Linked DNA regions of Mus musculus: all the other regions are linked to region 3. The links are chromatin contacts, called in public Hi-C and HiChIP or PLAC-seq maps. All regions are on one chromosome and are shown on one strand. Each heading gives the region's core, a stretch centred on a gene start, on an enhancer-like site or on the middle of the called end of the contact. The rest is flanking DNA. Distances are from core to core; before and after follow the strand shown. Region 1 overlaps Fam114a1 (family with sequence similarity 114, member A1). Region 2 holds the start of Fam114a1 (family with sequence similarity 114, member A1). Region 3 overlaps Rfc1 (replication factor C (activator 1) 1).

The links. A called contact is a pair of places that touch in the nucleus more often than the background predicts. HiChIP or PLAC-seq counts read pairs in DNA pulled down with a chosen protein or histone mark.
Region 1: a Hi-C map of bone marrow-derived macrophages shows a contact between it and region 3, with 19 read pairs. The contact joins two enhancer-like sites. A contact is called at or near these places in 1 of 15 datasets of contacts at CTCF or cohesin (large pre-B cells), 3 of 484 Hi-C or Micro-C datasets (bone marrow-derived macrophages, nephron progenitors and pre-hematopoietic stem cells), 4 of 115 datasets of contacts at active chromatin or transcription factors (T-cell acute lymphoblastic leukemia and embryonic stem cells) and 2 of 9 other capture datasets (bone marrow-derived macrophages and embryonic stem cells).
Region 2: a contact with region 3 is called in an H3K4me3 HiChIP or PLAC-seq map of bone marrow-derived macrophages, with 2.7 times the contacts expected there. The contact joins the promoter of Fam114a1 here to the enhancer-like site in region 3. A contact is called at or near these places in 4 of 39 promoter capture datasets (embryonic stem cells, hippocampal neurons, liver and 1 more), 4 of 115 datasets of contacts at active chromatin or transcription factors (bone marrow-derived macrophages, embryonic basal ganglia and embryonic stem cells) and 1 of 9 other capture datasets (embryonic stem cells).

The regions. Positions count from the first base shown.
Region 1 is chr5:65,002,240-65,004,939 of GRCm38.p6, forward strand. The region is part of intron 3 of Fam114a1 (family with sequence similarity 114, member A1); the gene reads left to right. All of the region lies in intron 2 of Gm32374 (a long non-coding RNA gene), which reads right to left. Among named protein-coding and RNA genes, the nearest start is that of Gm32374, 17 kb to the right of the region's middle. Within about 2 kb of position 1,447, at least 37 of the 459 cell types and tissues checked have an H3K27ac peak or open chromatin away from gene starts, as enhancers often do. A contact at or near this core is called in bone marrow-derived macrophages, where this site is marked.
Region 2 is chr5:64,968,640-64,971,377 of GRCm38.p6, forward strand. Fam114a1 (family with sequence similarity 114, member A1) reads left to right here and starts at 1,436. Exons shown (of 14, transcript NM_026667.3): 1 at 1,436-1,505. Mir574 (microRNA 574) reads left to right here and starts at 1,679; the gene lies at 1,679-1,756. It also overlaps a transcript of Tlr6 not described here.
Region 3 is chr5:65,307,757-65,310,560 of GRCm38.p6, forward strand. The region is part of intron 4 of Rfc1 (replication factor C (activator 1) 1); the gene reads right to left. Among named protein-coding and RNA genes, the nearest start is that of Rfc1, 26 kb to the right of the region's middle. Within about 2 kb of position 1,340, at least 35 of the 459 cell types and tissues checked have an H3K27ac peak or open chromatin away from gene starts, as enhancers often do. A contact at or near this core is called in bone marrow-derived macrophages, where this site is marked.

The sequences.
Region 1 (2,700 bases), core at 197-2,696, 310 kb before region 3:
GTCAAAGTGTTCTAAAGAAGAGCCTGACCAAGGATCTGACCTTCAAGGTTAGAAGGCATTCTCAACTATAAAACTTCCTCAGTATGTCAAAGGGATTATACATGTTGGTTCTGGCATCAGATGGACTGGATTTAAATCCTGCTTCCCGCTTACCAACTTTGGGACCTTTGGCAGATAACGTTCTTTTGATTGACCTCAGTTTTCTCAGTTATGGAAGGGGTATTACACATCTCTTAGCACAGTGTTATTAAGAAAAGTAGACACTTTAATACAGTGTCTGGGATGTCCTAAAGGTATAGAGGAGAGATTTTGGAAGGTCGATATTATAATTCTCATGGCAGAAAAAGCACAGAAGCAGAGACACGCGGACAAATTAGGTAACTAAGTTAACATCACACAGCTAAGAAATTGTGGGACCAATGTCCTTGGCGGATTTCAGTCTAGATTGCTTTCATTTAGCGTGTAAGCACAGGTAATTAAAAAGCCAGATGGCCATGGAATGTTTTTAGAGGACACTGTCCTGCAACATTCTTGGGACATTCTTGCCCTCTTGTCTTGATTTGGGTTTGCTGGGTTTTTTTTTGTTTGTTTGTTTGTTTGTTTGTGTTTTTTTTTGTTTTGTTTTGTTTTGTTTTGTTTTCTGGTTTGGCTTTCCAGCACTCACCTACTGCAGCCTGAAAACCAGACCCAGTCCCAGCCTCAGAGCCTTGGGATTCCGGAGCCTTCCATGTTTTAGAATATTTAGGGTTTGTGGTGGTGTGAAGTTATTTCACAAACGACACCAAGTAGTGTCACACACATTTGTTGTCTTTTTCTTGTTAGTAGAAACCTCTGGAAATGGAGTCATTAGTCAAAAATAAAAGTCCCAGTGGCTCTGTTATGATTTCCTTATCTGGGCACTAGATGTCACACTAAGTCAAGCTTTGGAAGTGGCTCAGCTAAGTAGGGTGTGGCAGTCTCTACCTATTTAAAAAAAAATCACAATATTTAGGTAAATATAACGCTTAAATTTGAATTTCTAGGAAAATTCAGAAAGTACTTTCTTTTACTTACAAAAAAACTTAGAATTGTTAATCAGAGAACAGATAGCACCATGGTGAAATGCCGGCTTAAACACATCTTAGCTGCATGCACATGAAAACTGTCTTCCATTCCGAAAACAAAGGGGTAGTTCTGGAGACAGTTTATGCACACTTGTCTGTGGTCATGTGGGAGGCTTGTTCTTTTTTTCCCTTTGCTGTTTTGTTTGAGACGGTATCTCATGTAGCCCAGGCAAGCCTTGGACTTGTTAGGTAGCTGAGGCTAGTCTCTTACCTTCCTCTGCTTTCCAAGTGCTGGGACTACAGACTGGCCAAGATGAGAAGCAGCTCTCCCAACAGAGAAACAGACAAGACTAACCTACTGTGGAGGAAGTCAAAGAGGGGGATGTAAGGCCCCGGAAGATTAAAGAGCTAATAATGAGTGTGAGCGCCGCTGAGCCCCAGAGCTGAGCAAGCTGTGCCTCCAGAGATCACTTATTCCCTGACTTTGGCTCTCAGAAATCTATAGCTGTGAATTATGCGTGGAGAATTCTGCAGTCTCCTTTTGGAAAGTCTGTGTGGATGTTGTTGTTGTTGTTTTTAAACTACCTTGAAGAATATGAAGCCAACGACTTAAGTGTTTGCTGAAATTTCGATGAGATTCCATTGAAATGTTTGGAATTCTTTGGAGGCTAGAAAGAATTAATTCGAGTCAGATTGAAAGCTTATAATTAAGTCTTCGGCTTAGCAGTTTGTTTTTTTTTTTTTTTCCGAGTAACTCAGTAATGAGTTTGAGCTGTGTTTAATTATCTGCATGAGTGTAGGCACATATTTCTATTGTAATTAAAGCTGTAAATCATGTTTCCTAAGTTTTCAGGGTTTGTAGGTAATATATGATGACAAATAGCTTTCGTTGGAAGAAGCCAGTAAATACCATTGCCTGTGTTGCTTTGATAAATCAGGTTAGAACTGAGAAATCGGCCTTCTGTGTGTATGTGGGGGTGCATGTGTGAGTATGTGCAGAGGCCAAAGGCTAACCTCGAAAGTCAAAGGGTATTCCTCAGGATTGTGTCTGCCTTGCCTTTTGAAACAGCATGGCTCACTTGGCCTGAAATTTACTGATTCAGTTACAACGGCTGGATGTCAAGCCCCAGGGATGTATCTGTCTCTATGTCCCCAGCTCTGAGGCTACAAACTCATGCCACCACACCTAGATTTCCACAGGGTTCTATGCATTGATATCAGATCCAAAATACTACTCTTTTGAGTATGTATGAGTCTCATCTGTGTCTTCCTCTAACTCAAGAGATGGATGAACAGTCATTTGAACAGTGTTTTGTAATTCTGACTGGTTCTAGTTGACTCTGGTGTCTTCCTTTGACTTGGTTACCACTGCCTCGTGTTTGAACAACCCAGGGTCCCAGGATGCGTGCTTCCTTTCTCCTTACATGCCACGGCAGGTAGCAGGCACCCAGATGGAGGGGGCACAGGCTGTTTTTCCTTCTAGAACTCCAGTAGCCATGAGGACCGCAGTGGTCTACCAGTGCTTTGATCCCTTCCTCCTGTCTAAGAAAGGCTTACCCCATCTTAGTGCAGGGTGTCAAGCTGTCTGTGGATGAAATAGAAGACTCTTTTCTATCAAGTCAAGGGTTGGTTTTTACCCAATGAGTGGGAAGGTCTG
Region 2 (2,738 bases), core at 186-2,685, 340 kb before region 3:
AGGGCTCAGAACACTCAGTACTGATAACAGGGTGGACCAGGCACGACTTACAGCCCCGTTGAGTGGTCTCACTATCAGAGGGAAACAAATAAACGAAGTAATGGAAGCAAATGCAAATACCTGAACTAGCTTAGAGATCCAAAACTATCAGTCTTGAATGGCCCCACTCAGAGCCCCTCCCACTCTGAACATTTTTTCTCATCTTCCTAAAAAGAAAAAAGAAAAGAGCAACAAACTAGCAGAAGTCAACTGTCTTAGGGTTTCACTGCTGTGAGCAGACACCATGACCGTGTCAACTCTTATAAGGACAACATTTAATTGGAACTGGCTTATAGGTTCAGAGGTTCAGTCCATCATCATCAAGGCGAGAGCATGGCAGCATCCAGGCAGGCATGGTGCAGGAGGAGCTGAGAGTTCTAAGTCTTCATCTGAAAGCTGCTAGCAGAGCAGTGCCTTTCAGGCAGTCCATAGGATGAGGGTCTTAAGTCCATGCCCACAGTGACACACCTACTCCAAGGCCACTCCCACTACAACAAGGCCACACCTCCTAATAGTGCCACTCCCTGGCTCAAGCATATAAGTTACACCAACAACTGACTACTTAAAATTAAGAACTCCAGGGTGGTGAAAAGTCCCCCCAAGCACACAAAGTTCTATTCTAACAGGTGTTTATTGTTTGCAACTGCACAGAAATGCACAAGCAACTCCTCAAAGGAAAGAAACACACACAAACGGAAGCTGCCTAAAAAGAGAGAGCAGCTTACAAAGAGAAAACCAGAAAGGGGGCGCGCATGAGAAATGGTGACCAGTCAAACCTTGGAGACGCATACCTTTAATCCTAGGCAGAGGCTGGCAGAGGTCTGAGTACAAGGCCAGCCTGGTCTACAGAGTGAGATCTAGGACAGCCAGGGCGACACGGAGAAACTACGTGGTGCAAACCCCATCCCATTCCGCCCCACCCTACCCTACCCCCTGCTGCCATCAGGGAGGGGAGGGGAGGGGAGGGGAGATTTTGTTTGCTTTGGACAAATACATTTTCCACGCCAAACGCAGATGTGCAATGCCCAGGCCAAAGAGAATGAATTTGGGCTTTGATCCACATTTCCAAGCTGGCCTTCTAGAAAGCATGGCTCCTTTGAGTCTTTTTACTTTTGTTTCTAATCACATCCCACTCCCATCGCTGACGTGGTCAGAGAATTCCACCTAATTTAGAACCGGGAAATCCCACGGTGAGGCTAGGGGACTCCTTACAACCTGCAGGGCTTCCCCAGTGCTTCGTAATGGAAGGCAGGGGACCCCGCGCTCTGCCCCGACCACCGATCTGGGACGGCGGAGTTCGGAGTTCGCAGCAGGTCAGGGTGCAGTGGGGCCGGGCAGAGGCAGAGGAGGGCGGCCCGGGGCGGGGCAGCTTGGCCGGTCCCTCCCCTGCGGCCGCGTCCCCGCCGGTCCTGCCGACGTGGCGGGGCGGGACCCGGGACTCCCGCGCGCACTCGGCCGGCCAAGCGGTAAGAGCCCGGGGCGCCCTCTCCCCATCCCCTTCCCGGGCGGGAGGGGACCAGCGCGCCGCGACCCTTGTCCGCTGTAGGGTGTGAGAAATCACCGGCGGGGAACCGTCCCGAGAAAGCAACTTGCTTGGGCACGAAGGTCGGGGGAGACGCGGCCGAGGGCCCTGCGTGGGTGCGGGCGTGTGAGTGTGTGTGTGTGAGTGTGTGTCGCTCCAAGTCCACGCTCATGCACACACCCACACGCCCGCACGCCCGGTCTGCACCCTCGTCCGGCCTGGAGCTCCGTGGAGTCCGCTGCCAGAGGCTAGGCACAAGCCAGTCTGGAAAGTTTCCCCAAGTGTCCCAAGTCTGGGGTGGGCTGTAGGGTCCTCCCAGCGCGACGCTCTGAGGGATCCAGTTCTTGCTAGTCAAAGACCTCCATTCCTAGGGTGAGCTTGTCCTCCCCCTGGGAAAACCGAGCACAGGCCTTGACCTCCATCCTGATCCATCATCTTTCCCTGGCATGCCCCACACCCAGCATGCCTGCGCTCCTGCCCCCCTGAAACACCTTAAGCTAGCACCGTTTGCATTCCCAGGACCCTCTTGGGCCCCCTCTTCCCCACCCCAAAGGCAGCCCCTTTACCCAGCCAGCTTGTCTTCTCCGAGGAATCTGGTGAGTATTTCCCAGCTGTCAGTCAGTCCCCACTTGGATTTCACTGGCTTTTCTTAAAGAAGGAGGACTTTCGGCAGACTATGGGAGCACTCTCTGGGCCATACCATCAGTGTCCACCCCTGAACCTCTTGATAGAAGCTGATGGCTTTTTAAATCAGCAGTCCTTGAACTCCTCCCTGGGACACCAGAACAAGAGAAACAAGGTCATTCCGAGAAGCCTCTCTTAGCTCACCTGGCTTCCTAGAGTTCTTTCCTCCCCAGCCCATATCCTAGACTCTCTCCTCCATTTCCTCTATCAATCCTGAAATGTTCTGATTAAACTTCTTACATTGAAAGCTGCCAGCGATGGAATGAAACTCCAAGGGTGGGATTTGAAGCACAAGTTAGCCAGTGTAGAAGGAATTTGGGGACGGGGGGTGGGGGGTGGGGGGCGGGGTGTTAGGGGGTGGGGGGCTTCCTGAATCTTGGGGATTCAGAAGTGTAAGTAGTTATTTCTTTCATCAGAGCAGGCTTATGTGAGACATCGTTTTTCGTTCAAATCAATATCAAACACAGTATATATCAGTTGAGTAAATATTTGT
Region 3 (2,804 bases), core at 90-2,589:
TAGTGTACTCATATACATAAAACAAATAAATAAATCTTTTTTTTTTTTTTTGGAAAGAAAAGACTGGGTTCTGTAACTCAGAGACAGAGTGCTAGTCTAGCATGCTCAAAGCCCTAGGTTTCATTCCTAGCATCTAAAACAAAATCGTCAAAACAAATCAAATTTTGGGGATTTGTTCTGTTTTTAGTTTTGTTCTTTTTCAGACAGGGCATCACTATAGCCCTAACTGGCCTGGAACTCACTGTCTTAGTGAGGGTTTCACTGCTGTGAGCAGACACCATGACCACAGCACTTCTTAGACAACATTTAATTCGGGCTGGTTTACAGGTTAAGAGGTTCGGTCCATTATCATCAAGGCAGGAGCATGGCAGTGTCCAGGCAGGCATGGTGCCGGAGGAGCTGAGAGTTCTGTCTCTTTATCTAAAGGCTGCTATGAGATGGCTGGCTCCCAGGCAGCTAGGACAATAGTCTTAAAGCCCATACCCACAATGACATCCTACTCCAACAAGGGCACACCTCCTAATGATGCCACACCCTGGGCCAAGCATATACAAACCATCACCGTCACTATGTAGTCTCACAGAGATCCACCTGCCTCTTACTTCCCACGTGCTTGAATTCAAGGCTTGTGGCACCATGCCCAGCAGCAATGGTTTCAACCCAAAACCAAGTGAACAGGACACAGTGCTGCACGCCTGCAATCTCAGCACGGGAAAGCGGAAAGCAGAGGATCAGAATCAAGATCACCCACGGCTACATAGGAAACCCACAGACTACGCTACATGATAGTCTGTCTTCAACATACAACATCACTACTTTCTACATTTCAATTTTATGGGGCTGGAGAGAGATAGCTCAGCAATTAAGAGCTATACTGCTCTTACAGAGAACCCAGGTTCAATCCCAGCCTCCACATGGGAGCTCACAACCGTCTGAAACTCCAGGAGTCCCAAGGGATCTGACACCCTCTTCTGGCACCAGGCTCATACATGGTGCAAAAACACACAAGAAGGCAAAGCACATAAAATGGAATAAAAAATAAGATTTTAAAATCACATGGGAAAATATAATACTAAACATCATAGTAGAGTACGATAACTAATCTGTCACCCTGATGAGACCTAGAAACCCACGGTGTCAAGACAGGCCTTTGAGTGTGCCACTGTGACAAGTGTCTTCCACAGACTGAGTGGGGTGGAAGACCCACTATGGGCAAGACTAATCTGGGGCTATGATCTTAGAGTGGACAGTGAGGAGAAAGTGAGGAAGGCACAGACAGTCATTCCTCTCTGGTTCCTGACTGTGACTACAACGTGACCAATATCTGCAAGTTCCTGTTGCCACAACTTCCTCATGGTGTCACCCCAAACTAGGAACTAAAATAAACCCTTTCTCCCTTAAATTGTTAGTACTGTATCACTGCAACAGAAATGTAACTACCACAATGGGTACACTGTCCCCCCAAATTTTTAGCTAAGACAAGGACAATGCTCCTTTTACATACACGTGCCATGGGCGGAATGGAACAAGCAAAGAGTCAGATGCAGGAGCACACTCCTGTAATCCCAGCACTTGGAGGCTGAGGTAGGAGGATACCTGTGAGTTCAAGGCCAGCCAGGGCTATATTAAAAAAAAAAAAAAAAAAAAAGAAAACAGAAGAAGGGGAGAGGAGACTATAACGGATGAGGAGTGTCTAGTGGAGGAGGGAGAGGAGACTGTCAGTGGTCATAAAAGTCTCACATGAGATACTGGCGTCTCTTCAGAAGACTACACTAAAAACTATCCTAGTGACTAGAGAATCTGTAATCAGAGCCTTAAGTGAGCCTTGGTGTACCTAAATCCCAAGATAAAGACAGCCTGGTCCACAGTTAAAGGCCACTCTATCTGCAATGACATTTCCAGGGTGCTGGAAAGCTTCATCACACCACCTTCGGTCACACAGCCCAGTTACTAAACTGTTTCCCTTAACCCTCCCATGGAACCAAACTGTCACAAAGGTAGCCATGTTAAAGGAACCTCTTAAATATTGTACAATGTATCTAAGCATAGCAACAGTACAAAAGCATTAAAAACACTAATCTATCCCCAATGTAAGAAATACATCAGTCTATTAAATGTTTCCAAAAATTAGCTCAAGGGCTGGAGAGATGACTCAACAGTTAAGAGGACTAGCTACTCCTGGGTGGTGGTTACATCAACATCTTTGATCCCACCATGTGGAGGACAGAGGCAGTTCAAGGCTAGTCTAGTCTACAGAGCAAGTTAAACATCTTTGATCCCACCATGTGGGGGACAGAGGCAGTTCCAGGCTAGTCTAGTCTACAGAGCAAGTTCCAGGACAACAAGGACTACACACAAAAACCCTGAGAAGAAAGAAAAGAAGAAGAAGAAAGAAGAAGAAGAAGAAAAAAGAAGAAGAAGAAGAAGAAGAAGAAGAAGAAGAAGAAGAAGAAGAAAGAAGAAGAAGAAAGAAGAAAGAAGAAGAAGAAAAGAAAGAAGAAGAAGAAAAGAAAGAAGAAGAAGAAAAGAAAGAAGAAGAAGAAAGAAGAAAGAAGAAGAAGAAGAAAAGAAAGAAGAAGAAGAAGAAGAAGAAGAAGAAGGAAGAAGAAAGAAGAAGGAAGAAGGAAGAAGGAAGAAGGAAGAAGGAAGAAGGAAGAAGGAAGAAGAAAGAAGAAAGAAGAAAGAAGAAAGAAGAAAGAAGAAAGAAGAAAGAAGAAAGAAGAAAGAAGAAAGAAGAAAGAAGGAAGAAGGAAGAAGAAGAAGGAAGAAGAAGGAAGAAGAAGGAAGAAGAAGGAAGAAGAAGG